Linked DNA regions of Mus musculus: all the other regions are linked to region 3. The links are chromatin contacts, called in public HiChIP or PLAC-seq and promoter capture Hi-C maps. All regions are on one chromosome and are shown on one strand. Each heading gives the region's core, a stretch centred on a gene start, on an enhancer-like site or on the middle of the called end of the contact. The rest is flanking DNA. Distances are from core to core; before and after follow the strand shown.

Region 1 (2,924 bases), core at 191-2,690, 340 kb after region 3:
ACCCCTCTAACCATGGATGACCAGCACACCATGCCAACAGTCCTGGAAATGGCAGCACTCATTAATGCACACAGCTGGATAAGCGCAAATACATCAGCCTCAACCTACCATAATGCCTTTCCATGCTAACGCTAATGCTGCACAGAAACACCGTTCTTGCCTCCCAGTAGTGGATGGGTATTCCAGCCCACCCTGCCATTATTTATAGCAAGTCTGTAAAACTTCTGATAACTCGGAATTATTAATTAGCAAGATTTCACCAGGTCATTTAGTTTGCAAAACAAGTCTCAAGAACAGTGAATGTAATTCTTCTTATAATTTGTATACATAGCACAGAAGTTATTCATTCAATAACCCAAGAAAACATGTTTCCAATAGTCAATGGACATAGCATTGGTTGAACATATAGTTTTTTTTTCTTCCTATATGCTTCATGTAAGATATTCATAATTTTAAAAAGCCAACATTAGGGGCTGGTGAGATGGCTCAGTGGGTAAGAGCACCCGACTGTTCTTCCGAAGGTCCAGAGTTCAAATCCCAGCAACCACATGGTGGCTCACAGCCTGTAACAAGATCTGACGCCCTCTTCTGGAGTGTCTGAAGACAGCTACAGTGTACTTACATATAATAAAAAAAAAAAAAAAGCCAACATTAACCCATTTAATGGCACCATTTTATTGGCCTTTATTGGCAGTAACAAGGGCTTGGAAACCTTTAACTCTAATGGAAATTAAGTGTTTTGCATTTCAAAAGTTCACTACTGTGACCTTTGAAAATAACTAGAAGCACCACAACACTAACAGAAAGTACTAGACATCCTGTGGTCAGCTGAACTGGAAGACATAGCTGACGTGTGTGTGTGTGTGTGGGGGGGGGGGGGGGTGTCTCCCCGTCAAGAGAGGCTCTGGGAAGCCCAAGTGGAAGATATCCAGAGTACAAGCCTCTGGCTTGGTGCTCAATGACACTTGGCCTGCGAACCCAGGGGAGCCTTATAGAGCTCCTTAATTTGTAAATACACCTGAGTAATGCTGAGATGGCCCCCGAGAACTGCCATTTTCAAAGACATATAATGATAATTAACCTTAATTGTCAACCTAAAAGGATTAAGAAATGCCCGGGAGAACAGTAAACCTCTGGGTGTGTCCGTGAAGGCATCCAGAAACAATCTGATTAAAGGCTTTTTGGGCTAACTCCTGGATGGATTCATACTGTGATGGTATCCTTGGGAGACAGTGAAAGGTAAGAGATGGGGCTAGTTGGAGGAACTGAGGTCTATGGGGCATGTCCTTGGGAACTGTATCCTACAGGGACCCCTTCCTGTGTTCCTCTTTCTCTGCTTCCTAATCTCCATGATGTGAGCAGCAGTCTCTCCTCCACCTGATCCTGCTGTACAGCAGGCCAAACATGGGCGGGATCCTCCAAAGCTATGAGCTACACAAGTGGTTCCTCCTCTAAGTTATTTATGTCAGTCACCTTAGAATGCCTTTAATCCCAGCATTTGGGAGGCAGAGGCAGGCAGATTTCTGAGTTCAAGGCCAGCCTGTCTACAGAGTGAGTTCCAGGACAGCCAGGGTTACACAGAGAAACCCTGTCTCAGAAAAAACAAAACAAAACAAAACAAAACAAAACAAAACAAAAACCAACAACAAACAAACCTTGTCTCAACAAGAAGAAAAGTAACTAATACAAATGTTACAAGGGGCCCTCCTTCTTCATCTAAGAATCCCTGCCACTTGAATTTCATAAAGTCAGAAAGTGAAAATTAAACCTGAAAAATGGCCAAGAAGAAAACAACCGAGCAAGGTTGAGCCATGAATCATGTTTCTAATTTGCAATTGTTGACAAGGATCTCATTTAAAAGAGTAAGTCAAACTCAGCAGTACTATCTTCCTTAGATTCTATCTTTATCGTTTTTAATTGTGTTTTGGGGAGAGGTATGTGCACGTGCACGCAGGTGCCCTCAGGGGCCAGAGGTGTGGCTTATAGGTGGAGTTATAGGTGGTTGTGAGATACCTGCTGTGGGCACTGGAAATCAGACTCTGGTCTTCTAGTCCTTCATGCTTTTAAACACTAAACCATTTCTCTAACCCAGCTCCACTATCTTAAACACCCTTCCATACATTCTCTGATAAGTACACAGTCTAGCCAGACAAGAAAGGCATCTGGGAACCTGTGGACACCTGCCCGTGCAAGTCTGCCCTAAGATTCTGATACAGTTATCTGGTAAGGAACTCATTATTTCCAAAAGCTCTCAAAGTGTCCTAGTGAGTGGCTGGGAATGAGAACCACTATCATTTTCTAAAAGAAAACCAATAAAGTACGGTTAAAACCTCAGACTATAAGGTGCTACTAGAGGTAAATAAAACTAGGCTTATTTAAAAATACTATATTAGGGGCTGAAGAGATGGCTCAGCAGTTAAGAGCACTAACTGCTCTTCCAGAAGTCCTGAGTTCAATTCCCAGCAATCACATGGTGCTCACAACCATCTGTAATGGGATCTGATGCCTTCTTCTGGTGTGCATCAAGATGTGTATTCATCTTATATACATAAAGTAAATAAATAAATCTACTAAAAAAAACCACTTCATTAACTTTGTGTTTCTTATATCACCTCTGTTAGCCTCGATAAAGAGCCTGTGGGCCAGTATTTAAGGACATCACCAGCCTTCCTATCACTCTCTTTGGAAGCCCTTACAGTCTGGCTTGTGCCCCCTCCACTAGAATGTCCCTTTCAAAGCTCACAAAGCATCTTATGTAGCCAAAATCAATCACTTCTCTTCACTTCTCACCTTCTCCTTTGCAATGTTTCCCAGAATAAGCTAGATCTGCCTTCTGGCCTCTAGCTGGCTTCAATCCCATCCAAAGATTCCCCTGCTCCTGGTGTCCCCTCTTCCTAGAAAGCCCTATCTACAGCCCCACTCTC
Region 2 (3,343 bases), core at 841-3,340, 420 kb after region 3:
GAATAGAGAAACCATGGAGTCTGTTTTGTGTTGACCAACTCCTCCTGGACGTGGGGCCTGTCCTGGAGTGTGGCCAGCACGCTCAGTGCCACTCCAGCCACTACTAGTTACAAACAGTTTCTTGACTGAGGATTTGGACTTTCTGCCCACCATTTTCCTTTCCCCAAGCAAGGAGTTTGTCTGGCTTGAACTTTTGCAGATCATAGACTTGCTGCCAGTCTCTGTAAGTTCATTCGAGACCGAGCCCTATTGTGTGGAAAACAGTTTCCTTGCTGTCTGTCATTCACCATGGCATACATTTTCTATGTACAACATCACATGTAAAAGTAGGGAAGCAACACGGTAAAGCACCTACATCCTAGATGAACCTGACAGAGAAACAAGGTTTCTACTAGCTGTTCTTGCAATACAAAACAAACTCTAAGCCAGATGAGGGGGCTCACACCTGTAATGCAGTTTTGGGAGGCTTAAGCAAGAGGACTACAATGAGTTGAACACCAGTGTGGACACAGAGAATCCCAGGTCACTTTGAGCTACAGAAACCCAGTCTAAAGAACCCAAACTTTAAAGCTTACGCATTGTAAGAACATCACAAAGTCACTGCAGTGATTAAAATTGTTTCCAATTCCTTTACCAGCTTGGGAAATATACGTTTGTATAAACAGACGTCTGCATACATAAACATCATTTTGTGCATTATACATAGACAAGTCACAAATTAAATTAGTGTATTCAGTGAACAGTCCAACAGAGCCTGAAGGCTCACTTTATAAGTAGTTACACACTGTCAGGAGTCCAATCTAAACCCTACAGCGCCAAAGTTGAGGTCACATGGAAACAAAGTATATCTATATATAAAATGATGTTTCTTTTTCTGCCATGTGTTTTTAGTCAAGTCTATTGATGTTCATTACAAATACTCTGTCTTTCTAAAAACTTGAAATATTGATATAAAACACAGCTTAACACTGAAAATTGGCAAGTTGAAAGGCAATTTTCCTCAGTGAGAACAGACCTCTGAATGGACTGGTAGACTACTGATAGAGTACTGGAAGGGAATGCTTGGAATTCTTCAAATAAGAATGCAGTGAAGTAAGAGTCACTCAGAAAAGATGGCTATTAATGGAACATCTCAGGGGGGGTTGTTCCATTTTTACCTACTTGTTCAAGTCAAATGTTGAGTTACTAGCAAAATAATTCCATCGCTGTTAGGAAAAGGGCTGTCTTGGTTTAGGTTCAGTATGTCCAGTTCTAGAAACAACTATACCTATAATTGCAGGTACCATGGGCTGTCACTATTAAACTCTGAATCTGTGTTGGTGGTATTTTCATCAAGAAGTATTGAGCTATGGATGTAGTTCAACCTTAGAAGGCCTTCCTAGCAAGCATGAGGTCCTGGGGTGCCAGGGTAGGAGTAGAACAGGGAGGAGAACTGGTCAGAAGATGTCTCCCACTAGAGTGATTTTACAAGCAGAAATCTTCATTTCTTTGTGTTAATGAAGTAAGCGTAATGCTGATGTGTTAGGCCTCAGACTTAAGCCCAGGTCTGATCAAGCTCAAGGCAATGATGATTTCTTCAACATAAAAGGCAGGTGTGCTCTATGCTGCTTCATGATAAGAGTGTGTGTGCACCTGCATGCTTTCCTGACTTTGACAGGGTAAAGACAACTGAGATATACAACACCAATTTAAACAAGATAAAAAAATTATTAATCTTTGGGAATATTAAAACCACTCAATTCAGAGGTCTTCTAAGCTAGAGGCAGGTATGGGAAAGGTTTTAAGAACAAACAACAATGACAAAAACCAGACAAGACAGGCACAGTCCTGAGGAGTTCCAAAACAGTCACAGAACTGTGCAACCATTAAAGCACAGTGTTTAGGACAGAGGCATAATGTTCTCAGTAACCAACGTCTTAGCTCTGCTTCATTAACTCTTGTACCTAGCTTAACTTTGAACATCAACCTTCTCTTTCTACATTTATTTTCCCTGAGGAATCACAACAAACTGATCACCTGCATTCTGTAACCTGTACTCAAGAGTCTGACTATGTAGTCCTGGCTAGCCAGCTTCCATTTTGCTCTGCAGTCCAGAGTGGCCTGGAACTCCGAAGTCCATCTGACTCTACCTCCTAAATTCTGGAACTAAAGGTATGGGTCATCCCAACAGCTTTTGTTTATGTACTATATTCTTAGTATTTCTTTTTTATTGCTAAATAGTACCTAGCCCGTTGCATACATTTTAGGTGACCATTTATCAGATGATGGGCAATAAACTGTGTATACTTCTTGGCAATTTTTAAAAAAATGATAGATTGAGTACTAACTTAGCTCAGTGATAGAGCACTTACCTAACATGTGCAAAGTCCAGGTTAGAAGTCCAGCAGAGAAAGAGAAAGGGGGGGGGGCAAACAAAGGGGAAGACATAAGAGAGAGGGGAGAGAAGCAGGGAACGGGGAAGGAGGTGGATCTAAGGTGCCTCAAAGTGAACAAACTGAAAAAGACTTATGTCCTCTAACCACTTCCACCCTCCAGCTTCCCCCATCTTTGGTTTCTCAGTCCCCAAGCCAGGAAGGTCAAATATGCCCCTTCTCTTTCACTTTCCACATCTATTAGCAAATCTCACTAGCTAGCATCAAAATAGATGCAGAACTGACCGACCACATTACTCCACCTTCACCATTACTCCACGACTACACTCTCTAATCCAGATGGACATCTTGTTTGGATTGCACCAACAACTTCTGTTTCAGCTTCTGTCCTTGTTTTCTGCCACATAGCAAGATAGCAGCAAGAGAGGCAACATACACCAGACCACAGCATTCCTCACCCTAGAATCCCCAGGAGAATCCTATCTTAGTGAACAATTCCTCACAGTGGTCCCAAACCTCAGCTACACCAGGATTTCCTGCCATACTCTTAACATGCTGTGAGCAAACTGCATTGGCACAAAAACCTCTTCAAACCTGCTCAAACGATTCCACTTAAGGATACCTGGGAGATTACTCCAAGAAGCAAGACTTGATTGCCTTCTCTTATTTGACTTTCTGCTTAATGATCATTTTATTACAAAGACCCTGTCGCAGTCTTACACAAGTGGAAGACTCTGTGGCGTTTGGCTTTCCGTCTAGATCTTGCTCGGTTGTTCCTTTGTAACACTTTCCAACAACTGATTTCTATATTGGCTCATTGTCTCTTTTCCGCTTGCTCCAGCAGACTAGCATTCTATGAAGGCACAAGACTTGGACTTTTTGTTCCAGTGTTGTGACGCTAGCATCTAAAGAACACTGCCTGGCACATAGCAGGTGCTCTCTATCCAAGCAATGAATTTTAACAAAGCTTT
Region 3 (3,332 bases), core at 272-2,771:
GGCTATTTACTTACAGGTTGGTACTTTTCCACCCTGATGAGAGACTTGTTTTCCTAGCATGATGTTTTTGCAAGCAGCCCACCACAGCTGAACACACTATAATAATATCCTGTTTTTCTCAGACACATCCTGGACTCCCCAGCTTGTGCTTATATACCCTGTCTTGTTTCCATTCTTCGAATCTCTTGCCCCTCCATCCCCACTCTCTCCCTTGCAGACAGACCTGCAGGCCGGTTCAGAAAAGAAAGAGACCACCACTCCAACTATTGTGTCTAGACAAGACAAATTTATGTTTATCAAGAGGGTGTGCTCAGAAGGTTAAAAAGAATCAAATTCCTTGTCCTAAACACAAGTTTTATAGCACTTGGTGGAAAATACTCACATTTGATTATTTCTTACACTTAAGTAGTTGGAAGAAACTTTCTCTGGGACCAGTAGGTTTAGAAGCCTGGTGGTAAGGGCTTGGGCAATTAACATTTGTTGGACAAGGAATTTATCCAGAGGTCATTTTCGGTTTTTTTGAAGGACAGTTTTTTGCCTTGTGGGCCATGGAAGAATTATAACCTCCCTATCATTTCAAAGTTGGAATGCCTTCCCCTGTGTCTCTTTCCCCATCATTCCTTCCTTGCTAAGTGGACAGGGCTCAGAGCAGCAATTCCGAGTGCAGGTGGGGGTGAGTGGCAATGGGAGTCCGAGGCTGGCAACAGAGACCATGGATTGGAAATGAAGCAATGGGTTTGGGACCCAAAGGCCAGGTAGGGTTAGTGTAAGATTTAGGGAGAGGCTTTGAGGATACGAGATATAAAATGCGTGGAAGAAGAGACCAAAGACTCAGAAACAGACTGGCAGGGACAGCAGCGCCCCCGCAGGGCTGACCGCGGGGTGGGCGGGGCATCCCGGGGGCGGGGCTGGGGCCGGGTGACAGTTACATAACTAACCTGTGCTAGCGGCCGCCGAGCGGTTCGGGCGGCGGGGGCGGGGGCGGGGCCGGGGTGGTGCCAAGGCTGCAGCGGGCCGGGCAAGATGGCTGCCGTAGAGGCCGAGACGGGGCTGCTGACCCTGGAGTCGCTGCCCACCGACCCTCTGCTGCTCATCTTATCCTTCGTGGACTACAGGGACCTAATCAAGTAATGGGGCGGTGCTCTCGGCAGGGGTGGGAACGTGGAAGGAGGCAGGGAAGGAGGCCCGGGGTCGCTGGCTGGACGTGGGCTCCCTCCGCAGCAGGGTGACTGCAAGGCGGCCGTTATCCCGCATAGCGCCCCGGGGGGCTGAAGGAGACTCGGGGGAGCGGTCTGGGCATCCAGGTCTTACCCCTGCCCAGGCCTAGGTCCCCGGGAACTTAGCGCCCTCTCCCTCAAGCCTCGGCTAGGCCGGGTTGCGGAAGAGAGAGGTGGCTCCCTGGTCCTGCACCCCGCGGACCCTCGCTGGCCCTTTGGGGCCTGGTCTAGCGCTGTGGAAAGGCCACTGTCTCGGCCCACGCGCATCCCTGTCGCGCCTGGGGTCCCTGATGACCAGAGCCCTCGTGGGCAGGTAGAACGCGCGCGAGAAGGCCTGCGACCTTCTGACTCTGATGCCATCGTGATCGCGGGCAGCATACACTTTGTCTTGTGTCGGCGACTTTTTTGGCTGTCAGTTTCCCTTTTTATGGTGGGTGGTTGGATTTTGGGTTTTGTCACCGACTTCCGGTGAGGCCTTACAGGTGACTGCAGTTACCTTAGGGTTTCCCAGATGACCAGCATTTACTCCAAAAATAAACACCGGGCATGCGAGAATTCTTTCAGAAACCAGGACTGTTTTAGCGTGGAGGGACAAATGGTCCTGCCGTGTGCCCCTTTCTTGTCACCCTCACCCCCTGTGTCAGGATTGTTTACATTCTTGACCGCATAGCCTGGGTTTCTTGTGCTTCCGTATATATTTGTGGAGGCTGCAAAATGGCCCTCTCACATGGGGAAGACACACTTTTGGTTTTTGCTTCATTACTGGAATCTGGGCATCTATGTCCTCTGTTTTTAGGGGCCTTTAAGAGGTACAGATTTCTTGGAGTTACAGGTAGCTAAGTGGTGGCAGAGATATTTCCTGGGTTTTCTGTTATGGCCTCCACTCGTACCTGCTAAGACATTTGTCTTTCCAAAAAACACACTTCCCCCTACTCAGCCTGTACTAACACACAGAAAGTTTTTCTGTAGGAAAGGTTGGCCAGCTCAAATGTATTTCATCTGAAATAGTTTATTGCTATAACTTCTTATTTAGATAGCCTTCTTTCTTTGCTTGCTTGCTGCCAGAGTTACCTTCTAAAGACCAATCTGGCTGTCATTTTTCTTAAAAGCCCATGACATCCCTGTTTACAACACTGGACCCTGAACTTCTGCAGTATTTAAGGCCCTTACCCAATAGCTTATTATCTAAGGCCTTTCAGGCCTCTCCTCCACTATCATATTTTCTCAGCCCATCAGATGGCACAACACTCGCACATGGTTGTGTATGCTCAGTTCCCTGTCCGGAATACTTCACTCTCCTCAGTTTAGCAACCTTACTCTCCCACTATCTTCTCCAACTAGAGTTTGTAGTAATAAAGTGTGCATTGCTAGAGTGTAAAGATATTTATTTTTGTATTCATCTGCTCAGGTTTGTTTGTTTTGTTTTGTTGAATGTCTGCCATGTGCCAGTTAAATGTAGGATTACAGTAGTGAGTTAGAGAGATATGGTCTTTTTTTTGTAGCTTGACTACTATAGACAAGATGGAAAGTCAAACAAGTATGTAATTACAAAAGGGGCCAAGTATTGGGAAGGAATATGTATATTGCATTGGAAAGGAATGTGGAAGACAGGCTGACCAACTCACAGTGGAAGACATGAAGTGTGGCACAGTGCACTTCTGTCCTGGTGAAGGGAACAGTATTGAGAGGCTGATGGGTCTCTTAACAATAGTGTGTCCTGTTTAACTAGAAAAACAAGAAAGCAGGTTTTGCTGAAGGTAGAAATGACTAACAGGCAGGTTGCATGAAGTGTGGCTGATGAGATTGTGTAGCCTCTTGTAAGAAGAGACTTTTAGTTCAGAGCTTCTGGTAGGAATCAGAATTTAAAGCTGAAGTGATATGACCCCTCTGTAAACATTTGTGGAAGCGAGCGGAGCTGAATCCTATTTCGACTACAGACTCACCTGGCATACTGCAGTTTCTTTCTTGCCCATTACAGTCAGTCCAACTTTGCCTAGCATACAACCTGTTGCCAAGCTCTAACAGTTTGGGTGCATATTTGCTTAACTGTGTTCGGTTGAGCTGTATCAATCTATTGGGAGTCTAATTTGACTCTGAGATAGTATGTTGCTTTCT

Evidence for each region. Promoter capture Hi-C pulls out the DNA fragments that hold promoters and counts their contacts. HiChIP or PLAC-seq counts read pairs in DNA pulled down with a chosen protein or histone mark.
Region 1: a contact with region 3 is called in an H3K27ac HiChIP or PLAC-seq map of embryonic stem cells, with 6 read pairs. The contact joins the enhancer-like site here to the promoter of 4931422A03Rik in region 3. A contact is called at or near these places in 4 of 39 promoter capture datasets (embryonic stem cells, hippocampal neurons, second pharyngeal arch cranial neural crest and 1 more), 1 of 484 Hi-C or Micro-C datasets (embryonic stem cells), 5 of 115 datasets of contacts at active chromatin or transcription factors (all in embryonic stem cells) and 1 of 9 other capture datasets (embryonic stem cells).
Region 2: a promoter capture Hi-C map of liver shows a contact between it and region 3, with 3 times the contacts expected there. The contact joins the enhancer-like site here to the promoter of 4931422A03Rik in region 3. A contact is called at or near these places in 11 of 39 promoter capture datasets (the 3T3-L1 cell line, the C10 cell line, cranial neural crest and 5 more), 22 of 484 Hi-C or Micro-C datasets (the C2C12 cell line, LSK cells, the N1E-115 cell line and 18 more), 2 of 115 datasets of contacts at active chromatin or transcription factors (bone marrow-derived macrophages and epiblast stem cells) and 3 of 9 other capture datasets (embryonic stem cells, liver and macrophages).

What each region holds. Positions count from the first base shown.
Region 1 is chr2:104,371,126-104,374,049 of GRCm38.p6, forward strand. All of the region lies in intron 1 of D430041D05Rik (RIKEN cDNA D430041D05 gene), which reads right to left. Among named protein-coding and RNA genes, the nearest start is that of D430041D05Rik, 38 kb to the right of the region's middle. Within about 2 kb of position 1,441, at least 6 of the 459 cell types and tissues checked have an H3K27ac peak or open chromatin away from gene starts, as enhancers often do. A contact at or near this core is called in embryonic stem cells, where this site is marked.
Region 2 is chr2:104,448,316-104,451,658 of GRCm38.p6, forward strand. The region is part of intron 2 of Hipk3 (homeodomain interacting protein kinase 3); the gene reads right to left. Among named protein-coding and RNA genes, the nearest start is that of Mir1902, 21 kb to the left of the region's middle. Within about 2 kb of position 2,091, at least 30 of the 459 cell types and tissues checked have an H3K27ac peak or open chromatin away from gene starts, as enhancers often do. A contact at or near this core is called in cardiomyocytes and liver, where this site is marked.
Region 3 is chr2:104,026,840-104,030,171 of GRCm38.p6, forward strand. 4931422A03Rik (RIKEN cDNA 4931422A03 gene) reads right to left here and starts at 1,522. Exons shown (of 5, transcript NM_175161.3): 1 at 939-1,522; 2 at 383-448. The coding sequence starts at 384. Fbxo3 (F-box protein 3) reads left to right here and starts at 960. Exons shown (of 11, transcript NM_212433.1): 1 at 960-1,127. The coding sequence starts at 1,024.